2 separate regions of the Bombyx mori genome follow, and region 1 is linked to region 2. Evidence: chromatin contacts called from public Hi-C data. All regions are on one chromosome and are shown on one strand. The core of a region is the stretch at or near the end of the contact, and the rest is flanking DNA. Distances in the headings are between cores, read along the strand shown. Region 1 holds the start of LOC101742049 (arrestin homolog). Region 2 overlaps LOC101742676.

Region 1 (4,679 bases), core at 492-2,991, 45 kb before region 2:
GAAATATTATGACATGAAAAATACAGTAAAAGATCTCAAATGTAATTAAATAAATAGCAGCCTGCAAAAGTGAAGATCCCACTATGATGTCTTAATAACAATCAGGACTAAAGTATACATGCTCATACTTTGTTGTAAAATTAACAACTAGCGAATCCAGCTATGCTCACATATTTTATAGATGGATATGGGTTCACTACATCCATTTTTTTACTAACTTTGATACTACTCTGCCATAGACTATACCTGAAGTAATAAGATTTAAATTTCTCAAATCGTAAAAGAATAGTTATATAAATGAATGTGTTATGTCAACACTAAAAGCTTTAAATCTATAATAAATTAATTGAACAAAACTTAAAGCACGAGCTTAATGAGAACTTTGCAATATTACAGAATTAATGTTAAAATTGGTCAAGCAAAACACCCCTTTTAAACATAACAAACAAGGGTAATTTTATCTTATACATAACTCAAATTAACCTTTCTTCGAGTAATTTTACCGCTATCTAAATGTATTATATGTGATCCTGTTAGTGGCAATGAAAACAATTTTACACGTAAGTGACTTACATGGCTTCCTCGTGTGACCGTTAATGTGTTTGTGAAACTAGTATCATTCATTAATCTAAGATTCATTCTTTGGCGAAACAAACTAAGACAAATTTTTTTTCATTTTAGATTTGATTGCATTTTCTTAATTTTGAAAATGATTGAAGAAAGTTTATCTATTGGTCATAATATAGCATAGTAACACAGATAGGTACTTTCCTGCCTAAACTGCTACAGAGTAGGCAACAATAATATAATTGAAACTTTATGCTGTTGTCTCAGGGTACATTATTCGGAATATTAATTCAAAGGCCCCGATAACCATTAAGCAAGAGAGGTAAGCCATCATCGGATGAACTTATCCAACACAATAAAAATTTACATCCTTCGTTTTTTTATTTCTGATTTAATATTTGAATTTCGAATCTATCCACTATATTTGGTCATGTGGAATAGGTCTTAAAATGTAGAAAACAAAAAACTTAGTTCTGTTTCAGTTCAAAATGGCAATCAGCTTCTTGCCATGTCAGAATTGCCCTTGTCAAGTTTAAGATTCAATTCTTATTTTTATAGAAAAAACTGTAAGCAGGCACTTAAAAAATAAGGTATTATTTGTTGAACTTCTATGGTGTGGATGAATGATACACTTACAATTTCCTTAAGATACTATGGATTAAAAGATTAAAATTCCTTATTTATTTACTTGAAATTTCTGTTAAGCTATTTACCACATCGAAAAGTCCATCGCTCCACTCTAATTTCTGAACTTCGATCAAGGTCCCGCCATCAGGAGCAAGCTCTAAGAAGAACAAGGTTCCTCCGCCTGCCAATCCGTAATACTGGCTGGTGGCAACTGCCAGTGCATCAGGCCGAGTCCGAGAGAACCTGACGCTATATCCATGACGACCAGGCGTCAGAAATGTTGGCATGCTGAGAGTATAGCTAAACAAAAATTTATTAAATAAAAAATGATTCTGTTTTTTTATATTTAAATAATAATAACTTACTTTTACTATTTTACATTGTTCACCCTATTCATAGCAATCGTATTGGTTTTCTATCGAATTCTAATAAGTACTTTTATTGCTCTCATAAATGTTAAATAAAATTAAATAGTTCAAATCGAAACATAACCTTTTGATTCTGTTCTTGTCAAACAAAACGTCATTTGAGTGACGTACTCTTCGTTTGGGAAGTGTTGGGGTAACATTATCGATTAGGAAAGAGTATGCGTCAATGATAATCTTGTTAGATCGCTTACAGTTAAAATCCAATTAGTACTACTTATATCTGCATGAAACCTAACATTACCGGTATAAATAAGCTGGAATTTCCTATACCACTCATTTCTGGTGACAGCTTCAAACAATACATTCCACTACTTAATAAATTCTAGTCAATCCCATAATTCAATCTTTTATACGTTTTCAATTCATTTTACATTTATTTATTTTATCTCATCTCTTATTCAATACAAAATGTTAGATCTTATATCTCTGGTGTTGGTAGTTGCTGTTAAAGTGTTTAAGAAAACAACTCCAAATGGAAAAGTCACGGTTTACCTTGGCAAGCGCGACTTCATTGATCATGTGGATTATTGCGATCCTGTCGATGGAGTAGTGGTCGTTGACACCGAATATCTGAAAGGCAGAAAAGTTTATAGTCAGGTACAAAAAAGTGCAATGTGTTCTGTGCAGTGCTAAAATTTCGTTCGTGCTTATTAATTGGATGGATTTTCTATCATGCAGTTGGTGACAACATACCGCTACGGTAGAGAGGAAGATGAAGTGATGGGAGTGAAATTTTCCAAGGAAATGGTGATTGGACAAGAACAAGTCGTGCCTCTGGTCAATTCCAAAATGGAACTAACACCTGTCCAAGAAAAGTTGCTTAAGAAACTTGGTCCTAATGCTTATCCTTTCACTTTTAATTTCCCTGAAATGGCACCCAGCTCGGTAAGTTTAAAAGTATAAAGAAAAAGATTGGGCATAAATTAAACAAACAGTTCTTTGTTAATTTACAAATCTAATTCGGATAGGTGACACTGCAACCTGCTGAAGAAGATCAAGGCAAACCAATGGGCGTAGATTACTCCGTGAGAACGTATGTTGCCGAGCAAGAAGACCAGAAAAGTCATAAGAGGAGCTCCGTGACTCTCGCTATTAAAAAAGTATTTGTCTAACATGAAACAAAATAAAAGATTGTTATTTTTCAAATGATTTAAGCTGATTCACTTTATTTATTTCAGTTACAACACGCTCCGATAACTCGCGGACGTCGCCTTCCAAGCTCGCTGGTCAGCAAAGGATTCACCTTCAGCAATGGCAAGATTAATCTCGAAGTAACTCTGGATCGTGAAATTTACTATCATGGAGAGAAAATTGCAGCTAACGTGATCGTTTCCAACAACTCAAGAAAATCCGTCCGTAACATTAGATGTATGGTTGTGCAGCATGTCGAAATTACGATGATCAACTCTCAATTCAGCCGCCATGTCGCTTCTCTTGAGAGTCGTGAAGGATGCCCCGTGACACCTGGAGCTAGCCTATCTAAGACTTTCTACATGGTACCTTTGGCTCGTAACAGCAAGGATGTCCGCGGTACAGAATATTAATAATTTCAGAAAATCACTTGCGATAGCGGCTTCATTGGATTGAACTAATTCGTAATTATTTTCAAAATTTTTGCAGGTGTGGCCCTGGATGGCCATCTCAAAGAAGACGACGTGAACTTGGCTAGTTCGACTCTTGTTGCTGAAGGTAAATGTCCTGCTGACGCCATTGGTATCGTGGTGTCTTACTCTGTGCGAGTGAAGTTGAACTGTGGAACTCTTGGAGGAGAACTGGTTACTGATGTGCCATTCAAACTGCTGCATCCTGCTGAAGGTAACCATAGAATCAATTATGAAAAATAGTACTAGCTACATGAAACTAGCTTAAATTACTGTAATTTTACAGGCACTGTTGAGCGTCAACGTTTCAATGCAATGAAGAAGATGCAGTCTATTGAGAGACATCGCTATGAAAATACTCTTTACACTAATGAAGAGGAAGACAACATTGTTTTCGAGGATTTTGCTCGTCTTCGAATGAATGAACCCGAATAAATATGCGAAGGCTAAATTTAAAGCCGCATCCCTTCATGCCATCGATAATCCACAATCGATTTTCACAAACCACTAGTCATTACACAATTATTATTTATCATTTCATACCAAAATATACCCTATTTATCAAAAAAATCCATACATTTATCAAATAATATAAAGTATTTGATCTTTCAAATTTGAATAGCTATGTCTAAATCAGTAATCGCTTTAGTAAAAATACTATCTATTTTAATAAAAATATTATCTATTTATTAAAAAAATCTTACCTTTATTGTATGTCCCAACTATTTAAAAATAAAAATCACCAGAAAAACGGGTTATAATTTCACATAAAATCCTAACAACCTCAATTCAAGGACGAACTAGCGACTACTGTATCTAACACGATACTGATAACATGATTGCGTTTAGCGTATTCAACACAACATTTGCATACGCCTTTGTTACATCGATTAAGAATGGGGATGTGTCGCCGCCCTATCCGAGACATTTAGATCTTTTGTCCGGTCGAAATGTAGAGGGTAAGAAATGATAAGTCGTAACTACGTGTGATAGTAACCACATTTTATGGACTTAGAGTGTACTTAAATGGACAATAGAGTTCAGCTTTGACTAGTGTTACACTAAGGCCAGAATCATAGACATCAGAATCTAAATACGACCATCCTAACATTCAAACTAGAAACGAAAACTGCAATACAGCTTTTTTTTTATTGCTTAGATGGGTGGACCAGCTCGCAGCCCACCTGGTGTTAAGTGGTTACGGGAGCCCATAGACATTTACAACGTAAATGCGCCACCCACCTTGAGATAGAAGTTCAAAGGTCTCAGTATAGTTACAATGGCTGCCTTACCCTTCAAACCGAAACGCATTACTGCTTCACGGTAGAAATAGGCGGGGTGGTGGTACCTACCCGTGCGGACTCACAAGAGGTCCTCCCACCTGTGATCTTCGAGCGGTCGTAGCGATGCGATCATGAACCCACAAAATAGTTAGACTGTAATAAATAATATTAAT
Region 2 (4,504 bases), core at 282-2,781:
AGATCCGACGAGAAACTCAGTGGGCTGTGTCTGAGGGTTAATTTACTCGCCGAGCGCTTCGTCGCTTGCGACGAGTTCGACGAGGACGGTGACTGGTGCTTGAGGTACCTAAAAGCACCGTTAGTGGATCAGGAGGATCCGAAATGACGTGTTTGGGGCGACGTCGAGTGCTTTCCATTCTTTCCGCAGGATCGTGAATGTAGTTACCGGCGGCCACGATGAGAGGGTTCTCATGTCGTGCCGCTTTATCGAAGTGGATTTACCGTGAAATTCTTATATTGCCATTAGATTAACATAGTAAATACTCACTCGCATACTTCAAAGACGACCTGCTGAAGCAGATCCGGAAACTTTTGAACTATGGTGACCGGTTGGCCAGAAGTCAAAGACACCCCGTACATCGGAGCAGTTGTGTTGTAACGGGTCTTGCAGAGACGGCCACCGCCGCAGGTGTTACCGGCTTGTGCGGACGACGGTATCGTTGGTAAATTAACCGCTCGACCTGAAAAACAAATGGCTCTACTTTTAAAACATTTCTTCTTACTCTTCTTACTTCTTATTCTTCTTCTACTTTTAAAGATTTTTTTTCTTTATACAGTAATAACGCATAATGTTGGATGAGATGGTTGTTATTTCAAAACAATTGGGTCTTCAAGTCAGTGGTCTAGTTTTCGCTCAGCTTGGCCCGGAATTCTTAAAGGATCTTTCATATTGGACAGAGAGTCGTGACTTCTATATATAACCAAAATACGGACAGCACACACTTTAAGAGTTGAGCGTCGCTTGGATTTTATCGCTCTAGCGCGTAGGTCCTTGAAGTTTCTTTACTTCCACTTTATCCGTTATGCAGAGTTTCTCGAGCCATTATCTTTCTTCTCCCTGTAGTTTACGTAAAAGCTAATCGAAAAAAATAGCTTTAAAAAAAATTTCCGTTTTGGAAGTGTTACTTTTAATCAATTTCTCATTGTAGTATCCTTCCTGTACTTCCCTACTTCGAATATAAAATATTTATCCGCTTTTTTTTACCTACGGGTAGGTGAGCTCACGGGCTGAACCTGAGAGAGTTTGCTAACACTAGCCCTAGCAAGTGCAGTACTTCGCAAAATCTACCACCGGATCGGAATCGCGACCCACTGAGAAGATCCGGCGAGAAACTCAGTGGGCCGATTTATCTGCCAAACGATTGTTTCGCATAATAACAAAGTTTTTACTGGTGGTAGGACCTCTTGTGAGTCCGCCACTCTGCCTATTTCTGCCGTGAAGCAGTAATGCGATTCGGTTTGAAGGGTGGGGCAGCCGTTGTAAATATACTGAGACCTTAGAACTCATGTCTCAAGGTAGGTGGCGCATTTACGTTATAGATGTCTATGGGCTCCAGTAACCACTTAACACCAGGTGGGCTGTGAGCTCGTCCACCCATCTAAGCAACAAAAAAAAAACTTACCGGTTCTATTATTAGCAGTCTGAGCGCTAGTCGAGCCTTCAGAATACGAGCTATGAGCGTCCAGGAGCGCTCGTCTCATGATGGCTGGGTCCAGTGTCCGCGCGGCTCTCCCCTGTCGGGACGACTGACTCCAAGGACCAGATTTGATGGCTCGGTTTATAAGATGTCTGTAACATTCACGGACAAAATGCCAGGTTAGTATTTTAAAATTGCTCTTTACTATGGAAGCTTGTATTGTATGGTAGATCATATTCTGTGCCCACATAGATCGGATCAGTATCATATAGGTGGTGACTTAATTGAGAATAATTTTGAAAGAGCTAGCCATTACTGATAGTCAGGGGCTAAAAAGAGGTAAGCCCATACAGGTTTTACCCTGAGAAAAAATGAGCTAGAATACTTGTGAAGGTTTCGTATCTAGCAGGTTTTTTTTTATTGTATTAAGTATAAATATATCCTAACGCCGATAACATAATATGTTTCATCTTTGACGATACTTTCTACGACCGAAAATCGAACCCGTCGGAAAACATCCACCAAACGAAATCTTTCAATATAAGTTTACCGACTTCAAAACTGATGGATCGGTATACAAACAGTAATTTAATTACTTTGGCCTCACTAGTTTGGTTGGAAATGTTATTAAAACGGGTTTTTATTTATTTATATATATTAGTAGATAAATAAATAGGTATATAATCATCAAAAGGATAATTGAAATAATCTTACTTCTAGACTTTTTTCAGCTATATTTAAACGACTACAAGAGCCGACAATATCAGTTCGCTTGAATGTCGCTGCCGCCACAGACGTGGACACAAATTTTCGCATATAGCAAAATCAACAACCAGATTACGCAAAATCAAAAAAACTTTTCGATTTTACTTTTAGTGCTCGATTTTTATTCTTTCATAAAAATTGTTCGTTTTAATTAGGTTTTATTTATTTATTAAAAAAATGATACCTGCCTTGACTTAGCATCTGAAGGCTATAATAGTCGCGCCACTAAATTCACCGGCCATCTTACATAAACAAAAAGGCTTCAGACGAAATTTTCTTTCAAAATTTAGAACAGCTCTCTCCTTTCAACGACATCACTCCAGCCTCAAAAATATTAACTACGAATTCACCGTGTTCATCCAAGCCGAACATACAAGCAAACATGACAATGCAATCTAAAACCCGTTACTCCATTTCAGTACGATACTGTGGGAACGTTCTCAGCGCTTGTCCGCAACTTCCTTGCACTTGTCGTAATTACACTAATGTCGTTCTCGACGTTTACAATGCGTAACGGAACGTGAACTTGATTTGGCGCGTTCGTTTATTCTGTTCGCCATCTTGTTTTTCGATTCGATTGTTTGAAAGTTTTTGGTAGATGCCACATTTTTTTAGATCGGTAAATGAACATTAATTACCGGAATTTATTAGGATATCCACCACTTCAGTCAAATTTGCTTGCCCGACCTAGTAAATGCTTATGCTAAAAACCTAGACTAGTAATATAAATACCCATCTACTTAGTTAGCTATTTATTTTTTCTCATTCAGATTGCAAGCTTTGATACGGAGTGTCAGTAAGGGTTTCCCAAAGCAGGTAAGCAGTAGTAGGATCGTAAAGGCTAAATTTAATTCTTTGTTATATTATTCAAACAACCATTTCAGACTAACATTTAATATATTTATTAGATTTAAAACATTTATTTAAATAATATTAATCATTTATTCAGACAAATACTATATATAGTGAAGGAAGTCAATTATATTCTAACGTAAGCGCATAATATAATAATAATCATTTTATTGACTTACATTAGAATGCTCAATTTGAGGCGACAAATATTGAGATACCTTATTTTATTCTTAAGTTTAAGCATTCATCTAATGAATGACACACTGATAACAAACAAATTACTGAACACCCGTGAACACACTTTACTAATTTATAATATTTAAATAATTCATCAAAATAGAGTTCTTTATATTAAAGTATAAATTTAGTTGAAAGGAAGGCATAAGTCAAGTCTAAAAGGACATTAGTCATATTAAAATCAGTACAATCATGTTACAGAGAGAAGCAACTCTTTCTTCAGAGCGTCAATGTGTCCTCAATGACTCATTTCAAAAGTCACATAACTTTTCTATTTATTCTGGGCACTAATTTAATATACAAGGAAATCATCGCAAGATACCTAAGATCAACAGAGGTTGATGTAACTATACTTTTAAAAATCCATTTAAGGTACATAATAATATTATCTTAGTAAGGTTCAATAAAAGGGTAGGCAAACACTAATAGTTTTCTAGTCTAATTGGGTAATTTAAAATCTTTACCAATCACGCGTTCCTGTAGACTAGGTGAGTCATTAATTTGATTCACTCACGATTTTCCTCGTGTCTCAAAGCTCACGTTGGCATCCAGTATTCACGTTCTGTTGCCATAAATATACGACTAGGCAACGGTTTTTCGTTACCATATTTTGATAGTTATTCTAGTAATAAAATCTAGTTACAAGGAGACCGTGATAGAAGTCATCTGAGTTACGACAGGCCTAGCCCGGAGAAGATAACCGATAATATTTTTTTCAGAATCGAATACATTAATTAAGTATATAATTTGTATTTGTTAACAAAATTCCGATCGAATGGCCACTACTATTGGAAAATAAATAAATGGATTAGCTCAGTACAATCATATCAGATTATAACTATTAAACTTGTATAAATATAGCATCTGTGTATAATTTATATTCCTTAATGTCTTCTAGGCATTTAAATTATTAGGCGGAACACCAGCGGCATTGCTTGATAGGCCGCCGTCCGTGTTGGTCAACGTTGTGACGTTTTCGCCAACGACTGTTTCACCTGCAACCTCGGGGAGACAGTCTCTCCTGAGCCCCTTAAAATACCACCTCCCATAGTGATCCCCCTTCGGCGAAACTCAGACCCACATACGCCATCTCAGCGCGCTGGTATCTCTTTAAGAAATTACTCTTTAAAATTAATAGCTTTATGCTTCATGTAAACTGACAACAATTGGTGCTGCGGTAGTAATAGAGGA

Evidence for each region. A called contact is a pair of places that touch in the nucleus more often than the background predicts.
Region 1: a contact with region 2 is called in a Hi-C map of whole pupa, with 2.2 times the contacts expected there. The contact joins the promoter of LOC101742049 here to the enhancer-like site in region 2. A contact is called at or near these places in 2 of 7 Hi-C or Micro-C datasets (both in whole pupa).

Annotation. Positions count from the first base shown.
Region 1 is chr22:16,747,128-16,751,806 of ASM3026992v2, reverse strand. LOC101742049 (arrestin homolog) reads left to right here and starts at 1,741. Exons shown (of 6, transcript XM_004924236.5): 1 at 1,741-2,219; 2 at 2,301-2,507; 3 at 2,591-2,722; 4 at 2,801-3,152; 5 at 3,243-3,437; 6 at 3,510-3,974. The coding sequence starts at 2,031. The coding sequence ends at 3,658. It overlaps LOC101742196 (peroxisomal targeting signal 2 receptor), which reads right to left and starts at 1,722. Exons shown (of 8, transcript XR_005246006.2): 1 at 1,560-1,722; 2 at 1,281-1,494.
Region 2 is chr22:16,702,493-16,706,996 of ASM3026992v2, reverse strand. LOC101742676 reads right to left here. Exons shown (of 5, transcript XM_004924240.5): 3 at 1,445-1,611; 4 at 310-502. Among protein-coding and RNA genes, the nearest start is that of CPR78, 14 kb to the left of the region's middle. Within about 2 kb of position 1,531, at least 4 of the 8 cell types and tissues checked have open chromatin away from gene starts, as enhancers often do.